4 separate regions of the Mus musculus genome follow, and regions 1, 3 and 4 are each linked to region 2. A link is a contact called in public HiChIP or PLAC-seq and promoter capture Hi-C data. All regions are on one chromosome and are shown on one strand. Each heading gives the region's core, a stretch centred on a gene start, on an enhancer-like site or on the middle of the called end of the contact. The rest is flanking DNA. Distances are from core to core; before and after follow the strand shown. Region 1 holds the start of Poldip2 (polymerase (DNA-directed), delta interacting protein 2). Region 2 holds the start of Ankrd13b (ankyrin repeat domain 13b). Region 3 holds the start of Myo1c (myosin IC). Region 4 holds the start of Inpp5k (inositol polyphosphate 5-phosphatase K).

The links. Promoter capture Hi-C pulls out the DNA fragments that hold promoters and counts their contacts. HiChIP or PLAC-seq counts read pairs in DNA pulled down with a chosen protein or histone mark.
Region 1: an HNF4G HiChIP or PLAC-seq map of pancreatic cancer cells shows a contact between it and region 2. The contact joins the promoter of Poldip2 here to the promoter of Ankrd13b in region 2. A contact is called at or near these places in 1 of 39 promoter capture datasets (liver) and 1 of 115 datasets of contacts at active chromatin or transcription factors (pancreatic cancer cells).
Region 3: a FOXA1 HiChIP or PLAC-seq map of pancreatic cancer cells shows a contact between it and region 2. The contact joins the promoter of Myo1c here to the promoter of Ankrd13b in region 2. A contact is called at or near these places in 1 of 39 promoter capture datasets (liver), 1 of 484 Hi-C or Micro-C datasets (myocytes) and 1 of 115 datasets of contacts at active chromatin or transcription factors (pancreatic cancer cells).
Region 4: a contact with region 2 is called in a promoter capture Hi-C map of liver, with 5 times the contacts expected there. The contact joins the promoter of Inpp5k here to the promoter of Ankrd13b in region 2. A contact is called at or near these places in 4 of 39 promoter capture datasets (the C10 cell line, hippocampal neurons and liver).

The regions. Positions count from the first base shown.
Region 1 is chr11:78,510,808-78,515,739 of GRCm38.p6, forward strand. Poldip2 (polymerase (DNA-directed), delta interacting protein 2) reads left to right here and starts at 1,489. Exons shown (of 11, transcript NM_026389.3): 1 at 1,489-1,665; 2 at 3,113-3,194; 3 at 4,281-4,378. The coding sequence starts at 1,505. It overlaps Tmem199 (transmembrane protein 199), which reads right to left and starts at 1,361. Exons shown (of 6, transcript NM_199199.3): 1 at 1,090-1,361. The coding sequence starts at 1,300.
Region 2 is chr11:77,487,824-77,492,426 of GRCm38.p6, forward strand. It overlaps Ankrd13b (ankyrin repeat domain 13b), which reads right to left and starts at 2,219. Exons shown (of 15, transcript NM_001373882.1): 1 at 1,616-2,219. The coding sequence starts at 1,729.
Region 3 is chr11:75,654,144-75,658,750 of GRCm38.p6, forward strand. It overlaps Myo1c (myosin IC), which reads left to right and starts at 1,872. Exons shown (of 32, transcript NM_001080775.1): 1 at 1,872-2,058; 2 at 3,349-3,504; 3 at 3,610-3,725; 4 at 4,209-4,407; 5 at 4,496-4,576. The coding sequence starts at 2,041.
Region 4 is chr11:75,627,514-75,632,449 of GRCm38.p6, forward strand. Inpp5k (inositol polyphosphate 5-phosphatase K) reads left to right here and starts at 3,507. Exons shown (of 12, transcript NM_008916.2): 1 at 3,507-3,684. The coding sequence starts at 3,587. Pitpna (phosphatidylinositol transfer protein, alpha) reads left to right here. Exons shown (of 12, transcript NM_008850.2): 12 at 1-1,291.

The DNA of each region.
Region 1 (4,932 bases), core at 239-2,738, 1.0 Mb after region 2:
GACAAGGCTGATATATGTATATACATACACATATCATGTAGACCAGGCTGGCTCAGAACTCATTATGAAACCAGTCTAACCTTAAGTTCATTTAGATACACCTAGCTGTCTCTTGAATTCTCATGTACTTCATCTAGACAACTCACAATCTTACTGCCTCAGCCCCTTGGGTTTCAGGTACGTGCCATGCCCAACCTTGTGATCATTTTCTTTCTCTCCTTGTGTTTATTCAATTATTTTTCATTTTACTCAAGATAACTTTCAACTAGGAAAGATTTAGGACAATTCCACCTAAGTATTTTTTAGTGTCATAGAGTGGACTTTAACTGTCAGTCTTCGTTACCAACCCTACCTCACCACTACCAATGGTAGGTTATTTCTGTGAAAATAATAGATCTGTCCTAGTCAGGATTGGGTTGTGATGCTAAACACTCAGCGGACACTGTATTAGAGGATCTTTTTCTAAGATTCTCTTAAGTCTAAATAGTTGATCATCTACCCTTTGCACTTCTGGCCAGGATATGTTAACTCTGGCAAGGTAAGTTACATGCCAGTTTACCCTATTCCCTACCTTAACATAAGTAAATAGGTCTGAAAAGGAGAAATGACTTCTTTACAATGTCTAGAACTACATGCGACTCAATCCAGATCTTTCAATAGTTTTTGTTGTTGTTACCGTTTCCCTACCCTCACCCCTAAACTGGGGCTTGCACCTTTACCTTTGAGATGGAAGGAAAAAAAATCACTTTTTCCAAACACGATATGCTCACTATTGATATATGGCCCTCAAATGGAGAAACTCAACCTGTCAGATAGTACTGGGCTACAATCTCGACTTCCTAAAAAAATTCACATGGACTTAGGTGGCACTAAAAGAGGACTCAACAAAATCTGAAAATACGTTTTGTAACACACTAAGAATTTTCACGGAAGTTAAGATGGAAGTAGTAAACCTGGGGTTTATGAGAAGGCTTTTGGACTGGATATATGAGAACTCGGTAGGCACTCGAGAGTGATGGGGGGAAAATACGCCTCAGAAGGGATTAGATCTGAAAAGAACGCGGCGACTCTTGAATGGGGACCGCTCACTTCTTTCTCTCAGGTGCTGATGCAGATCTCGGATGAGACGGAATGAAACCAGGCGCCGGGGTCCCGTGGCATTATCACTGCCCGCGTGTTTCTTTCCCAGAGCAGCCTCGAGCTGGGCACGCAGCTTCCGGGGGAGCTGCTCCCGTTCCAGTTCTCCGCCAGGACCCAAAGCGCGAACCAGTCGTTCGCCGGCAAGCAAGGAAGACGCCATTTCTGCCTCACGCTCTGATCAGGTGATCCCAAACTCGGACTTCCGCTCACAGGCGCCGGATGTAGCTGGAGGAGCCCACGCGGCCGCGGGGGGCGGGCCCGAGGGGAGGGGCTTAGGCGCGGGGCAGTGTGGGGCGGGGGCGGGACGGCGCCCCGCCGCGGGTCGGGCCCTGTGTCAGCAGCCGAGCGGGCGCTCGGGCGGGACATGGCTGGTTGTGTGGCCCGACGGGCCCTAGCAGTGGGCAGCCGCTGGTGGTCTCGGTCGCTGGCCACGACCCGAGGGTCGAGGCCACTGTGTGCGGTCGGTGGAGCAGGGGGCCTTCCGCCGGTGGCCACAGCGACGACCCGAAGGCATCTGTCGTCCCGGTGAGGGACGGAGAGAGGGGGCCAGGGAGCCGGGCCCAGAATCTAGGGAGCGTTTTCTACCTAGCTACTAAGGAAGCCAGGAGGCCTGACTCTGTTTGGGCAGCCGGAGTGCCACCTGAGAAAGGGTCCCGAGGAGAGAGCCGACACGGGCTGCTTGGGACATGTGCCAAGAGCAAAGAAGGGAGCACTGCCCAGGGCCCTGGCAGTGCAGGGCAGCTCCGAGGGAGAACAAGTAACGCTTCTTAGGCGAATCCTGCCTCCCAGGCTGGGGTCCCCGGCACCTGGAGTGGGCTGCCATTTAATACAACTACAGGGATCCCCGGGCCCTTTTGGGTCAGTGACTCTCAGAAATATGCTATTCTGTGGGAAACAAGTCGATTTAAGTGTCTACCTTTGTGGGTCCTGTTTCCATGTGACCTTGGGGAGACTGATTTTGCCCATGTGACTTGGGAAATAGGGGTTGAGGCTCGGGGGGGGGGGGGCGGTGTAAACAAAGCCTTGTAGGGATCAGACAGGATTGAAAAGTTGGCTATGAAGTTAACATTTCCAAAGTAACATTACAGTGCTTTGATGGATCCATAGCAAAATTAATCCTATTTAAAAGGATAAGTTGATGGAAATGACCTGATAGTGGTTAAGGGAGGTATTTGCTATTTAAGACAAGTAAATGTGAAAAGACACTGGGTGGAGACACGGCAGTGCTAAGTGTACTGTGTGGGGTACCTTTGAGAATCTAGAAATGCTAGGTCCTGAGGTCAGGGTAAAGACTTAGAATTTACAGCACAGTTGAATGTGTAGGATTGGGAGAATCATGCTGTGTAGCCAGATGGGCCCAGAACCTGTTATTTTCCAGCCTTAGCCTTAAGAGCCCTGGGATTACCGATGTGTGGAACCATTTTTGGTTCAGAACAATTCTTCCAAGTAGCAAATGCCAGGCTTAGTGAGTATACTGCCAAGCAGCAGTGGGTAAAAGTAGAGACAGAAGAACTGCTTGCCTCAGAACAAATGCTTTTTGAGCACCTCTTACACACTAGGCATGTCTCTCAGGTCCTTAATGGACTCAAGGCATGCATACCAGGAACTGAAATGCAAAGTTGGAAGGATGGTTAACATGTGGGGGGGGGGGAAGACCCGGAGGGTGGGTGAAGGTGTGCATTGAAACAGGATATGCAAGAATAAGAATGACTTTGGAAATGCTAAGTAAAGATAGAAGGAAGTAAGTTTGGAGTAGTCACACAAAACCCTGGAAGACTGGGAGACCTTCACCATGTAGATGCCCATGGCTGGATCTTAAATGAGGAAAAGCAGCATCCTGGGCCTTGGCTGTCATTGCCCTGACCCTGCAGAGTACTAGGGGGCTTTCTTTGTTCACGTGTCTGATTTTTCCTGGCGAAGGACTGCTGTCTTCTCAGGGTCTCACTTGCTTGTTCTTTTCCTTCCCACTCAGGAACCGTGCAGAGGGCAAAGTGCTGGAGACAGTTGGTGTGTTTGAGGTGCCAAAACAAAATGGAAAATATGAGACTGGGCAGGTAGGTACTGTGCTAGGTCTCCTCTCATTTTCATGGACTATTCTGTTTCTGAATGCAGCTAAGTTTGGTCAGAATATTGAATCTCAGCGGTATTTGTATCTTTTCATTCTTCATCTCTTTGCCCACCGGTCTTAGAGACAGATGCCATCTGCTGAGCTACACCCCAAGTTTCAATCCATCTTCATTTTGACCAAGATAAATTTTGGACTTGTTTTGAGGCAGAGTCTTCTGTGTAGCTTAGTTTAGCCTTGACTCATTCTGTAACCCACGGTGACCTTGACATTGCAAACTCGTTCCCTTATGGAATACTTGTGTTACAGATGTGTGTAACCATGTTCAGCTCAGAATCACAAATTAAGAAAAAAAAGGTTGTTTTTGTTTTTTTTTTTTACATTGATTTATTTAGAATGGGTATGTGTGTACACGTGCGTGTGTGCATGCGCCCAGGCATGGAGATCAAAGAACAACTGATAGTATGTATTCTTACGTGTGAATGCATGTGCACTAGAGTCACAAAACTTGTTAAAGATGGATTTCTGGAGATATGTGTATAATAGCATCAAATCCCAGCACTCCAGAAGCAGGGGCAGAAGGATCACTTCAAGTTGGAGGTCTAGTGTAGTGATACTCTTAAAACACAGTAAGAAGCAGGCGATGTGGCTCGACTGGTCAAGGCACTTGCTGAGGAAGCCTAGAAGTAAAGGTGAGGACAGAACTGACTCCAGAGTCACATAGCCCCAGGTAACCCAATGCCTCTGACTTCCTTGGGTCCCTGCACTCAAGTGCATGGTACCCAGATACAGATCCACACATATAACTAAAGTAAAACAAATCCTTAAAGCAGACAGTTATAATCAGTGGCTCTGCGCTGCAGTAAGAGGAGGGCAGGGCAAGGAAAGTTCCCTGGAGGCCAAAGGTGATCTGAAAGGTTGGGGTCAGCCTGGTGACAGGCATGAGAATACTTCAGTAGTTTGAGGGCAAAGCTGGGGAGACTGCTGTAGTTGCTTCTACCCAGGCCGCTATGGTCGGGGCCCACTTGGATGGATCTTCGAGACAGCAGGCTCATCGAGATCTCTCTCCTCCTAGCTATTCCTCCATAGTGTTTTTGGCTACCGAGGGGTCGTCCTGTTTCCCTGGCAGGCCAGACTGTATGACCGGGATGTGGCTTCTGCAACTCCAGAAAAGTAAGTTTCTCTATCTTATCTCATGGTGTCCTCAGGTGGCCTGACTTGTGGCAGACACATGCAGTTGGGGTAAAAACAGCATCCCTTGGGCTTTAGAAATAACCCCAAGCCAGGCGTGGTACTGTACACTTTAATCCCAGCACTTGGGAGGCAGAAACAGGAGGGTCTCTGAGTTCAAAGCCAGCTTGGTTTACAGAGTGAGCTCCAGAACTGCAAAAGAGCCAGGCCTTTGTAGAGAGACCCTGTTTCAGAAAACAAAACAAACAGGAACAAAACAAAACAACCCAACCAACTAAAATAAAGGAAATAATCCCAGAGTGTTTCTTTGGCACTCATCCCCATGGAGACAAAAGTGCTATGGGGTCTCTGTGGGCCTCCCCAGAACTGTCTGTCCTTCCTTTTTATAATCTGAACCCCAGAGAATGTTTTAGGGAACAGTTTTCTTGATTTATTTTCTTACTTTTTTTTACTTCTTTTCTTTTAAAAAAGTTTGTTTTTATTTTGTGTATATGGATGTTTTGCCTGGAAGTGTCTGTGTACAGTACTCAGGGAGG
Region 2 (4,603 bases), core at 969-3,468:
CAATCTCTAGATCTTTAGGGACTTCCTCAGGCAAGGAAAATGAAGAGCAGCCAGAGAAAACAGGATTGGATCTTTACGTCCTGTCTTCCTCACACTGTAATCCCAGAACCAAATCTCCTCCAGGGCAGGCCTTGGTACCTTGTATTTGCTTTTCCCAGCTCTCTGACCTCCTGTCTTTACAAAGCCTTTATGACAGATAAACTAACTTGGGGTGACCTGGTGGAAGCAAAGGCAGAAAGGAAGTGAACCCCTAGGCTGGCCCGGAGGCTTGCAGGCCCAGGTTATGTTATTATTAAACGGGATGAAATGCAGAGTCAAGTGCTGTACCGGTCTGGAGGCTGGGAGTGAATGTCAGACGGTCCAACCCTCTCTGCTTCACAGTCTGATGTCCAGCCTTGGCCCCTTCCCTTGGGAATTACACAGGTCTTCACACTGAGCTACCATGATTGTAGTGGACCTAAAATCCCTAAGCTTCAGACCCTAATCAAGCCTGCAAATTTGAATCTTTAAGCAACCCAGGGTAGCCTGGGTCCAGCTCTGCCCACTGCTTCGCCTGAGGGGGTGGAGGGTAATGTTGGCACCGTCACTGCTTTGCCAGTTGTCAGCTGGGGTGGCAAGGCACAATTGAGGACTATTAGTGACTTTGCACCCACCTTTGTCCTGAAGAATGACCGAGAAATCATCCCCCAGGCTTCCTGGGTTTTCAAATACAGGGTCTCACTATGTAGCCCTGGCTGCTCTGCAACATGAAGTCCACCCTCTGACCTTACACTTGTGGCAATCCTCCTGCCTCTGCCTCCCCGGTGCTGAGACTACAGGCATGCACTGCCACTTCTAGCTCCCCGGCTTCTTTGAAGTCGCTGCCCAACCCAAAGCTGTCTGACCCACAGGTTTCTCTGATTGGCAGAAAGCAGGGAACCCCTGTTCTGTGCAGGACCTCAAGTCCTTCCTATGGCCCCCTGGCTTCCTCCACGGTGAGAAGGTAGGCCCTAGCACCAAGAGGCAGGAGAGCGCCTTTCAGCACCTGGACAAGGCCCTCCGGAGCATCCCAATAGGGTCTTTCTCACTCCTGGCTCCGAAGCCAGGGCTGGCATCTGAAGCACCCATAGGCTCTGTCCACTCTAAACAAACAGAGACCTGGTTCACCAGGAAGTGAGAGGGCACTGGGTGGGGCTGGAATGCCCGAGGGTGCAACACAGCTTGTTCCCCGATCTTATGTGGGCCCCCTCCCCACGCAGGCCTTTCCCGTCCCTGCACATTCACGCGGGATGTCATGTCGCGTCTAGATCGAGTGGGGTGGACTCTCCCACCACATGGAGCCCAGACAGAACCGACAACCCCTCCCTAGAATCCCTTCAAGCCCCAACGGAGAAGAACACAGGGTCCTTCCACACCAGTCTCGGAGAGCCCGGAACACGTGTGGGCCACCGGTCCTGGAACCAGAGAAGCAGGCGGGGGCTGCTGCCATCACCCACTTCAGGTCAACGAGCACAAAAGCCGCAGCTGCAAACAAAGAAGCGCTGCAAACTAGCCGGGGAGGCGGGACAGGCGGCGCCGCGCCCCCTCCCCACGCCGCGCGGGCGTGCGGGGCCATGGTCCCCGACGGCGCTCCTACCTGGCCGGCGCGGACCTCCTTCTCCAGCTCCCGGTGGCGGTTGTGCCACACGAGGTAGTGCAGCGGGTACTTGCCCTCGGGCCCCTTCCTGGCGGAGGCGTTGGCGGGGATCATCGCCCGCTCCTCATGCCGGGGCCGCGGCGCCCGGCCCGCGGGGAGGGACGGCGCGGGAGCCCGGGCCCGGGGCCGCGGGGCGGACGGCCGGAGCTGTCTGCTCGCGGGGCTGCGGCTCGGGCATGTGCGAGCGGCGGCGGCGGCGGCGGGCGGGGGCGGCGCGCCCGGCGTGGTGCGGGCGGCGGGCGTCCTCGGGAGGCGGCGGCGGGAGGCGCGGAGCAGCCCCCACCCGCCCTGGGAGGGAGCGGGCACTCGGCGGCACGCGGCCTCGCGCCTCCCCTCCCACACCCCCGCACACAAAGACGCCTCTCGGCGGAGGGAGCAGGGACCCGCAGCTGGAGCGGGGGCGCTCGGGGCGCCGGCCCCGGGGTCGCCGCCGCCGCCGCCGCCGCAGGGACGCGCGCCCGCACCCTCCGGCTCCCCTAAGCCGCATAGCCCGGCCCTCAGCCCGAGCGGACGGTGAGGGACAAGCGAATGCGGGGAAGAGAGGAGGGGACCCGGGTGCGCCGTGCTGGGTTAGTTACAGCTTGGCCCCGCAGCATCATGGGGCTTGTAGTCCGCCTGGTAGAACCGTGCGTTTCGGATGACCAGAGATGGTCTGGAACTGATTTCCTGGAAGGGTGGACAGAGAGTCAAACCCGGCCGAAGCGGAGGCCTTACTTGGATGCCAAGTGGGTTGGGGGCGCCTCCACCCTTTGGCATTTTGCCTTTTGCAAGGAAATGGGGGAGGCTTTTAGGGCTGACCTGAAGCGTTGGGTCGGGGGTCTATGGCCTGCAGAAGTGAGCTTGGGTCCCAGGGAGGGTAAAGAGGCATCTAGATTCATAGTGACTAAAGAGTGACCCTAAGAGAGATGCAGGGCATCAGTACCAAGGGTCACTGAAGCAGCCAGGGGTCTGAGAATCGAAATATTTCTCAAATCTTTGCTCTCTCAGAAAATTAAACCCCAGCTTCCACACATCACGTTGGAAAAGAGAATGTCTAATGAGGCGAAGAAGACAGTCTTTCCCCTACATGGCTCAGCAAGAACCAGGATGAGGTTGAGCAAAGACAGCAGCAGGTGGCATTTCCCCACCTCCATCCCATGTGGGTCCCTGCCTAAGGAAAATGACTGAGTCCAGATTGCCTGCTTCCTGAAAGAGCAGAGAGACAAGCGCTTCCACAAGGAGCCCTTGCAGAGAGTGTGGTCAAAGTCAAATTGGCCTCTGTGGCGGCCACCTGCAAATGGTAAAAGGACCAAGATGCCTTGGGAGAGAAAATGTCAAGAGAGTTGTATTTAAATACCGTAACAATTGCTTGATCTTAAACAAATTGCTTATCCTTCAGAGTTTCTCGGCCCACTCACCTCTAAACTGGGATCAGATACTACCTCATGGGATGAGCTAAGGGTATGAACTGCCTGAAAACGGCCCCTCTCTCCTTCAACCAGCCTGAGACAGGTGGTAGGAGCGAACATGTTGCCTTCCTCGAGCCCACCTCAAGGCAGAAATAAGGAATTCCTGGCCAACCCGATTTAGAACAACAATCTAGAGAGTGTTTGTGTGGGAAGCGACAGCAAAAGCTTGCAAACTCCTTGCGCCCTTCTTGGGTTTCTTTGTGTGTTCTTCTCTCCTGCTTCCTGCACACCCAGTGGTGCCAGGCCCGGGAGGACTGAGTAGACTGCCTCGCCCCTTTCTGCAGCCTGGGAGGAGCCGGTAGGCGTCTCTGCAGCCCAGAGCCGCAGCCCACCTCCACCGCCAGGGGTCAGCAGAGTGTCGTGATTGCAGCCCGAGTTGAGGAGGGGGCTAGAGAAAGGAGGGGCAACTAGGAGAGGCCGCGAGAATGCCTGTACAATTCCTCATTAAATCGTTTTCAAAACCTTGTGTATGATTCCATTTGAGCTGTTCAGTTCCTGGGATGATGACATCTTCGGGGAAGCCAGAAACCCTTCTTCCCCCATCTTCAAGCTCTAAAGCTTGGCTGTGGTGAGGTTGGGGGTTCTGCAACAAAGTTTGGACTGTGTGAGCCAGGGTCCCTCCCAGGCAGTCCCTGAGCCAATAGGGAGATAGGGTGGCCGGGGTGGGGGGACGTGAATCATTCTTCCTCTGCACGCCCTGTATTCCAAGAAAGGAGAGAGGCCAGCATGCATTTAGAGGCTAGGTTGCCCTTTTGCCAGATGGCCGGCTATCACACGAAGCCCAGGTCGCTTTCCCTTTGGTCTCAACGCCCTGGCTGCCACGTGCTCCAGACGCGCCCACACAGCGAAGAAACAAAGGCAGCCAAGCGACGGGGCTGCCAGCAGCTGCCTCGACATTTAATAAATGAAATTCCATAGCTGGGGGTCGATCCGGGGTGAACGGGCGGCCACTGCTCCTGGGCTGCGCGCCCAGTTTCAGCTGCTAGACTGCTTCCCACCTCCATTGCTGCGGCCACCAAGCCTACAGACTCTTGGGTATGAGTGCAGCATGGTGTGGCATGACCACCACCCTTTGCTGGCAGAAGCCCCACCTGCTGAGCTACTGGTTGGGGGTGGGGGGTGTCTGCAAGATTTTTTTTTAAGGTGAGATTATAAATATATCCTGTGGATCACAATTTCAAACAAACTTGTCAATCTGGGTTGCAGCAAAAGGCGATGGAACTTTGCGTGTATTTTGGGTGGTGTGACTCATAAGCATTACTTGTCTCCCCCTAGGGAAGGAGCCTGCCCACCCACAAGTCACTGCTGCTCTGGCATTGCTGGGAGAAATAGACCCACTCAGACACCCCTAACCAAGGACTCCCCTCAAACCTCCGTTTTATTACTGAGCAGGAATCCCTAACACCCAGGAATCTCCCTTAACTCTGCCACCGCTGACCTGCCCCTTCCCCTACGAGCGCGCCGCCGCCCCTCACCCCCC
Region 3 (4,607 bases), core at 622-3,121, 1.8 Mb before region 2:
TGCGCCGCTCGGGATGGGTGAAGTCCGTCGGACCCCTCCACGCGCGGATTCCCCTCATTCCAGCCGCTTGACGCGGCGGGGCGGGACGGGGCGGGGCAGGGCGGGCACTGCGGCCTCGAAGCCCCTCCCCTTTCAGTGCGCTCCTCCCACCAAGACTCCTCTGGCTGGAGAGGGAGCTCAATGAGGCCGCGGTAGGGGGAGGGGAGCGAGCCCATGCTAGTGCTGGGGACTCCAAGCTCTCCCACCTCAGGTCTTCTAATGCTCTGGGGTGGACTGAAGGTCGTATCCTCTCTATGCTTTTAAACCTGGGGGCATCGTAAAGGGCGCTCCCCTTTGCCCTGTCTTTCACCCATCTTCCACCTGCAGCACCCATTCCCCTGGCCCGCTCCAAAGGGCTTCGTTCCCCAGCTGGCGCCGCACACCACCCCCACCCCCGGGTTGTGGCTCGAGCTGTTGTTCACGAAGTAATGAACCATCCTTCCCCTTGAGGCCGCAAGGCAGCACCTGTCGCAGACTCACCTCCTCCCCAGGGAGTCCCCGTCCAAGGGGTGGGGCGCTTTGGTGCTTTGGGTTCTTACTCCCCCTATCCTCCCTAGACCAAGTGTATACCCTCGGTATATGCTTCAGGTTCCTTACAAAGGGCGAGGAATAGATAAGGCACTTGAGAACCCTTTGCAAATGGTAGATATAGGGGCGGACGCTTTCTTCACTAGACAAGAAGATTGGACTCTCCCCCAAGTCCCTCAGTGCGTGTAGAATGAAAGAGGAAGAGGGTAGTAGTGGTGTTGATGGCTTGGTCAGTGCTTCATTTCAGGCAACCCAACAATTCTGGCAAGTATCAGCCAATCGGCCTCTTAAGGCACTTACTCATGATCATCATCCTGCTAGTAAGCAAAGGCCAGGCTGGTTTTGTTGTTGTTGTTTTGTTTTACCGTAGACATCCATATGCCACAAGAGGTGGCAACTGACCCAAAGTCCACTCCACTCCTCTCACACACTCTTCTCGGGCCTAAAAAGGGCTGATGTCGTCAGAGAACCAGCGAGGGTGCTGGACAGACAAGGAAGACAGCTGATGGCCTGTGTTCAGGGAAGAGCGGAGATCCAGAGGGAAGAGAAAGAAGGGAAGAGAGGAGAGGAGCCCATGGGGCAGGGCACTGAGTCCGGAGGATATTCAGGCTGGAACATAAGGTTATTGGCTGCACACGTAGGAAAGTCAGAAGGGTGCTGCCTACTCGGCAAACAGGCTTCTTTAGGGGTCATGCTGGGTCAAAAAGGGCACCCTGCTCTGACCCTAGGATTTGTTTCTTAGCTAGGGAAGAGATCTTTCAAGAGATGTTTCTCTTCTGGCTCTCTTGGCACAAGTTTGTAATCTTAGTACTCAGGAGGCTGAGGCAGGAGGCATCTTGAGTTCCAGGCCAGATTGGGCTCCGTAAAGAGACCCTGTCTCAAACAATTTCTTTTCTAAGGATTTAAAGAATGGAGCCAGTCCTTTGGGAGTGTGTATGGGGGTGGACAGTGTCCCGTACAGAGGCTCCGCCTGTCCCGGGGCGCCGGCCGTATTTGGACATTTCGTTCTATTTTTAACTTTCCCGGGACTCGAGGTTGGGGGTGGGGAGAGAAATCCTGCTTCCCCGGTGACCCACGGGCTTCAGCCCTCGTCTCGCGCGGGGTGTCCAGCCCCGTGCTGTAGACACGAGCCCGGAAGTGAGTTCCGGAGCTGTGTAGACGCGGCGGCCGCGCGGGTTCCGGGCCCCACCCTGGAACTAACGACGTTCCTCCTGGAAAACCTGACTCAGGCGGAGCCCGCGGCACGCAGGAGGCCCCGCCCCTCGCGCGCCCCCTCTTAGGTCCCGAACCCCCTCCCACCCAGCCCGGCCAGGCCGGCTGCAGTGGGTCCTAGGGTCGGGACTCCGAGCCCCCTGAGCCAAGGGGCCTGCAAGGGGCGGTGCAGGGGGCGGGCTGGCCCCTCCCTCGGTTACGCCGCGGCCGAGTACAGACCAAGAGGCGCGGGCAGCGGAGCGGGGCGCCGGGTCCGGCAGGATGCGCTACCGGGCATCGGTGAGCATGGGCGCGGGCAGGTTTGGGGTCCAGGGTATCTCTCGGTGGCCCGCGGCGCTCCAGGGCCGGCCTTGAAGCGGGCGCGGCCCAGGAATTTCGGTGGAAGATGTCCCTGAAAGTTGCTAGAACAGGAGGCCGAGGCGGAGAGGGCTGCAGAACGCTCGAACCCAGGACCATGTGGTCGCCCCTGGTGATGGCTAAGACCCCTCCCACTTGAGGACCAGGGGGCGTTGGCTGCGGTGGTGTTTGGCAGCAGCTTCGGGCTGGGTGGGTCAGGGGTGGGCAGGTCTGAGGGAGACAGGCCCTGGACTTGAGGGGTGACGGAGAAGCAGAGAACTGAGCAACTAGGGCTAGAAACCAGGGTCAGGGGAGACTTGGTGACCTCCCTGGAATTTACAGCGGCTCCCAGTACCTTCCTCTTCCTTGACACCCCCCTACCCCAGCATTTTCTAGATCTGCAGGCCCTCTTTGAAAGGAAAGCTCTGCTTAAGACGCGGCTTGAGGGTCTAGCTAAGCCTGTACCTGCCCCACCCTTGGGTGGCAGCTGGGTTTCCCCTGGGAGAACCCTCCACCTCCTGAGGCTTCTCAACGGTGGAGGAGCTGCGGGAGGAGGGGGGGCGGGGGGGGAAGCCTAGCAGCTGGAGAGGAGGGAGTGGCTCCAGTTGAGGGAGGGCAGGCCACCCGCTTCTGGGGTGGGCATCAAGTCCAGCTGAGGTGGTGGCCCATGGGGAAACCCTCTCCTAGGACGTGAGCTCTGGCTTGATCCCTAAACAACTTCTACTTCTGGGAATTTGGGGTGGATGGGAGTTGGAGAGATGGCCCCTCCCTGTCTGCAGAATTCCCTCTGAACCGTTTGTCCTCCAAAGCACCTGTAACACGTAGCTGGGATTTGAGGTCACCTGAACTAACCCACTCCTGTTCTCTGAAGAGGAAGCAGTCCTGAGAAAGGAGGAGGTTTGTCCAAGGTCAACACCAGCATTCTTTCTGCCGTTCCTAGGAGCTCCTTGTCATGTCCCACCTTCCTCAACTCAAAATGCCGCTGCCCTGGATTCCATGCAGTCGTTCAGTGTCTGCTGGGCCCTTTGTGCTCCTATGGGCTGTGTGCATGGTCCATATGTCCCATAGGGTCTCTTATCTGCATTCCAGCATCCTGCAACCCAGCCATATGTCCGGAACATGTTCTGTAGCCTGTGTCCAAAGTGTCCCTGCCTTCTACATCCTGCAGGCAGGGTAGGAAACGAGACTTTAACCTGCAGACTCTGACAGCGTCTTGTGGCTGGTTCCTCACAGGCCCTGGGCAGTGACGGGGTTCGAGTGACCATGGAGAGCGCCTTGACTGCCCGAGACCGGGTAGGGGTGCAGGACTTTGTCCTGCTGGAGAATTTCACCAGTGAGGCTGCCTTCATTGAGAACCTCCGGCGGCGGTTCCGGGAGAACCTCATTTATGTGAGTGCCATGAGCACGGCTGGGCCCAAGGACCTAGGGGAAGGTGGCAGCAGGAACCTTCAGGAAAAGCCTCTGACCCTTCTCCCCCACCCCCCCAACCCCCAGACCTACATCGGTCCTGTCCTAGTCTCTGTCAATCCCTACCGAGACCTACAGATCTACAGCCGGCAGCATATGGAACGCTACCGTGGTGTCAGTTTCTATGAAGTACCACCTCATTTGTAAGTGATTCCCTTGCCTTTCCAGGAGTGACCTACCCTGTCCTCTTGCAAGATGACCCCATCCAAACCCCACTTTGAAATGATTCCCTGACCCCTGGGTGACTCACTGGTCACTACTGAGAGGAATCCCATGGTTGTTCACCTATGGTCACCTCAGTTCTCATTAGTTGAACTCTGAGTTCTGTCCACCAACCAGGACCCTCAGCTCCTGAGCTCAGTTCCCATCCTGAAGTATTCCTTTAACTATCTTAACATGGCCCACCTGTGAGGACTCCCAGCCTCATTCAAGTACCCAGCTTCCCCATGGCTGGCACCTCACTTGGAGTGATCCTCAGCTGGGCAGGTGTACCCTGTGAGGGCTTCCCACCTGTCCACCCCCTTCTCCATCTTCCAGGTTATAACCCCCATATTTTACAAGAGTGGTTCCCGTCAGGTATAGGTGGGGTACCACTCTGGGAACTCCCTGACAAATCTCTGCCCCAGGTTTGCAGTGGCTGACACTGTATACCGGGCACTTCGTACTGAGCGTCGGGACCAGGCAGTGATGATTTCTGGAGAGAGTGGGGCAGGCAAGACAGAGGCCACCAAGAGACTGCTCCAGTTCTATGCAGAGACCTGCCCAGCCCCTGAACGGGGTGGCGCAGTGCGAGACCGCCTGTTGCAGAGCAACCCCGTGTTAGAGGTGAGGAGACTGCAGCATCTGAGGAGAGGGGTAGACAAGACAATGCCAGGCTTCCCTCACATTCCTGTCCCCGACTCCCCACCTTCAGGCCTTTGGGAATGCCAAGACTCTCCGCAACGATAACTCCAGCCGGTTTGGAAAGTACATGGATGTGCAGTTTGACTTCAAGGTACCTGTGGGTATAATAAGGAAGGGGTGGG
Region 4 (4,936 bases), core at 2,257-4,756, 1.9 Mb before region 2:
TGACTGGATGCTTCCCTGTGGTCCTCCTGGAATAAGGGTAGACAGATTTGGGCCCCTCAGCATGGTTAGCTCTGACCTTCCTTGAGGTTCTTTTAAGACCAGGAGATGTCTGGTTACTGACACCTTTCAAGGTATTAGTCTCCTCACCTTGTAGAGTCTTTAGGCATGCACTTGGGGCATCTTGGTGATTAGCATATCAGCTGCTAGTAGCATGGGAAAGTTGGAGAAGAGGCATTCCTAATGGAAATGGAAAAAACATAAATGTTCTCATATAAGCTCTGTATTACCTATCAAATCCTATTTGTGCTTAAAGATCTTCCTTCAGTAACTAGGTTAAAGTTCAGATGTGTTATCTTGAGAGAAGTTGATAGTCTACGCAGATAGTTTACATGATATGAGGGTCAAAAGATATTTGTCTCCTTCAGCACTTCATAAGATCTATACATATCAGTCACATTGGCCTCAATCCTGGCCTGCTCTTACCTGCCTTGCGCCCCTGCTGTTGCCCACATTTGAAAGCATCCAAATGATCCGAACTAGAATTTCCTGAGACCAGCCTGGATTTAGGGCTCCTGCCCACATAAACACAAAGGAGGAATGTCCCTGTCTTGTTCCATCCCCATGGGTGGTGTTGCTGCTGGACAAGTGTTGGCTTTTAAGTATCCCCTTTTTTTACCCACCCCCAAAATTAACTAGCACTCAAGAGGGCTGGTGATGAAAGGCTCACCTCTGGTGAGAATCCCTGAGAGTGCGACATGCTTCTTCAGACTGGCTGCTTCCATTACATTTCCAGGGTCTGCTTTACTCCCAGCGGGAGCAGCAGTGTCTCTGCACAAGGCCTGCTGGGCTCCAGCCTTCTTGTGGAGAGACACTGGGGAGGGACAGGTCAGGGTCACTGCTGTGGGCATGTGTGTATCCTTCCACATTCTTCCTTTCAGTCCCCCCTGGACCTCTGACGTCCTTGGGTTGGTTCTTAGTGCTACTTCTTTTACAGACTACACTTTATAGAACTGATTAGATTTCCTGTTTATTTAATGTGAGTTTGTGCCTTTTTGTCTCAATCTTCCAATACAGGTATATTGGGGGGAAAAAAGCAGTCTAATAAAATCCTAGACAGAGTTTTTTGGAGTCTAGCTTATTGGTGATGTTCCTATGTCCATTTTTCAACTTAGATGTCCTTAAAGCTCCTACTGATATCTCCCCAGTTTATTTACAGGAGAGGATTATGAGAAGATACAGTGGTATTTCTGACATTTTATGTAAATAAAGTATTCCTTGTCCAAAAAAGTCACTTACAGTATGGATTCGGGCTGGGGTATGGTATAGCTCAGTGGTAGTATTTACCTAACAGGCATTAAAAAAAAGGTCAATTAAAATAGTCCCATGTCAGCCGGGCGTGGTGGCTCACGCCTTTACTCCCAGCACTCGGGAGGCAGAGGCAGGCAGATTTCTGAGTTCGAGGCCAGCTTGGTCTACAAAGTGAGTTCCAGGACAGCCAGGGCTATACAGAGAAACCCTGTCTCAAAAAAACAAAAGACAAAAAAAAAATTAGTCCCATGTCAATTCAGTTTTCTTATGCAGCAGTGCACATCTGTAAGCCATTTTTGCTTTTGTCTCTCTTTTACTCTACTAAGCAATACATTTATTTTTTATTCTTAATTTTAAGTCATGGACTTAAAATATTTTATTAGTTTCAGGAGAAAAACAACAGGGCAAGCAAACTGTAAATCTTGGCAACTGCCTGAAAGAAGTCTCCCTTTTGAGCAGTCACATGGTGACAAGGTTGGGTAGAAAGAATGAAAAAACCCAAAGCACCAGGAAGAGCATGCCTGGGCTTCAGAAATAAAGAAGAAAAAAATCATACTCTGGGGGCTGGAGAGATGGCTCGGCGGTTATGTACTGTTCTTTTAGAGGAGCCGAGTTCAATTCCTAGCACCGACATCTCAGTTTACAACTGCCTAGAACTCCAGCTCCAGAGGAACCTGATGCTTCAAGTCTCCCAGACCTGCACTCTGGTGCACATGCTGGCGTGCACGTGCACACACGCACAATAGAAATAAAAAGCTTGTTTAAAGGCATGGTGCCACGGGGTTTTAATCCCAGCCCTTGGAAGGCAGGTGGATCTTTCTGTGTTTGAGGCTAGCTTGGCCTAATGAGAATACTAGACCAGGTTTGTTAATTTCACTGCAAGTGGACGAGGTTAATGTGCACCACTGGCATGCTTAGTACCCAGAGAGGGGAAAGGGCAACTGGAATTAGAATGATTATGGGCCACCGTGTGGGTGAAGGGAATCAAACCCAACTTCAGTGGTCTGTAAGTGCTCTTAACTTGTGAGCCCTCTCCAGTACTTTCAGCTTTATTACTGTGTTTATGGCTACAACTGTGATTCTTGTCTTCCATCCAGGGGTAAAGCTCAGGTGGTTAGTTAGACTTGGTAGAAGTTGTCCCCTTCCCTTCCATTTTGAGAATGAATCACAGCACAGTTCGAATGCCCTGAAACTTTAAGGTAGCCCAAACTGGACTCAAACTTGGAGTAACCAATCTCGGTGAGTTTTGGAAATAACATCACTACACCGGGTTCCAGAACATGTATTTCAGGTAGTGGAGCTTTTGTGGGTTCTTGAGGCATCACTGGGTAGCTGGTACTACAGTGTGCTAAAACAACACTCCCATTTCCCTGGGGGAAGTCATAACTGTAAAAACAACCCCATGCACTATCCCCCCTACCCCTCAAAAATTAAGACCCAGAGATCTAAAGGAAATAATAAATCGAAGTGTCTGGCAAAGTAAACAGTCACCATGAATATACACCAAATAGCAACGGCTTGTTTTTCATTCACTGATAGCTCTCGGGGATCCTAAATTATTTTGCTTTGTATTCAGCAAAACTAGTTTCAAGTTGGGCGTGGTGGTGTAATCTCAGCTGAGGTCGGAAAATCAACTTGGTCTGTATAACAAGCCCCAGTACTTACTAGCAAGACTGTCTCAGATGGAAAAAAAAATTTTTTTAAATGACGATCACCAAGTCACTTAAATGAATGGAAGTGTTCTCTGACCCCTATGAGGGCGCCAAGGAACATGAGAAATTACTTATAGTGTGGGCGAGAGAGGCCGAACAGACTACAGTGAGGCTCCCCATCCTGTCCACTCCCGGTTTCTGAGGGTGGGCAGGCGACAGCGAAGACCGTACGCTGCGGGACGATCACGAAGCAGCCCGAGTCCTCGAGCCGCAGCAACTTCCGCCCTCAACGCTCCTCACGCCCGCGCCCTTGCGCAAAGCAGGCTGGGAATGCGGAGCCTAGGTGGCCCCGCCACCGCCCACTCCCGCGTCCGGGCCGGCGGTATGGCGTCGGGAGTGGATGACATGTAGAGCCCGCCTCTCTGAGCCTGGCTCAGCTCCGCCTCTGGGCGGTTCGCTCTGCTGTAAAGCCCCGCCTCTGTCCTCCAACCGCACCCCAAAACCCTAGACACTCTGGATCCACCTCCTACGGAAGCCGAAGCGCAGTCCGAATCCGGAAGAAAAACAATCCGGAGGGAGCAGTGCTGCTGAGACCGGAGACCAAGGGCTGCTCCGGCTCGCACTAGATGCAGCACGGAGACAGGAACACACCGGGTTACCGCGAGGGAATAATGTCGGCTGTGAGTCTAAGGAGGCCGAGCGCACCGAAAGGCTTTGCACTCAGGTGAGGACGCAGGTGTAGGCCGGTCGGTTCCTGGCGGTTAGCTGTCTTCAGCCCAGTCTGATTTGTGGGGCTGGATTTCAAAACCACAGTAGGATCAAGGCTGCCCTAGTTTAGATACCCGAATTCTGTCAGGCCAGTACTGAAAGGGCTATGTTAGGATTGATGCACGCTCTAAACTTTGGCTGCCGAGTTGGTCACTGCAGATGCTCCCCAAGCAAGTGTCCAGTTGATTCTTGGAGCAGACAGGGTTAGATTGCTAAGGACCAACATTTGCCCCTACAGTTGTAGATTAGAAGTTTTGTTCCTGTTTTTCAGCAGTACATCATGGGGTCTTCTTGATCGGGCTGTGATCTCTAGAAATCCGAAATCAGATTTAGATAAGATCCTTTAGCGAGGTAAAGCCTGGTCTCATGCCCGCTCTTAAATCACGAGGAACACTGCTAATCGTCCAATTGAGCGTAATTCGCGGTGCATGGATTTGTTACTAATCATCAAAGTTGAGGATTGGGATGCCAAATCCCGAGTTTTATTTTTTATCCACTTAGAGTGGGAATACAAGGAGCCACTGAGTAAAGAAACCGGTTACCTGCCGGACAGCAGGGGGAGACTGTAAACAGACAAAATGACAGTCTCTCAGAGGACTTGAGAGGAAGGTTTTTGTATTATTTTGTTTATATTCATAGGGAGAGGCAGGGAGCTGCTTGAAGCTAACCAGGAATTTTTTTGTTTTGTTTTGTTTACAAGTCACACTTTAAGAACAGGCTCTGGTGGAGAAGGAAATGCCCCCCTCCCCTTTTTGGGTGGCTCTGCGGGATCTTGTGCTTCAGTGCCTCGGTATTCTTGGAACTCAGGTTTCATCTGTAGAGTCTGAGCTCCTGCTTGCTCTGTCCTGGAGACAGTCTGGGCTTCTTGGAGTGTTGCTATAGCAACACCCTCACTGAAGGTCTCCCTAAGTCTTCGCTTTTCTGAACTTGTGATGGATGTGGTGGTATTTAAGAGCTGTTGATTATTTCTCCTGATACTGAGACTTGTGGAGAGCGGAGGTTGGAATGTTATGTACCAACTGGCGACTTGTCCCAAGAGAGAGTAGACTCGTGAGACAGATAATAAGAAACCTGTTACTCAGAAACTTGTCCCTAGGCTACGTGAAGGCCTTGGCAGGATTTGTTGTGTGCCAAGGATCTGCAAGGTAGGAGAGGGGAAGGGAATACGCTGTCAGCCTCTCTCTTTCTGAGTTTCTGTTCTCGTAGCT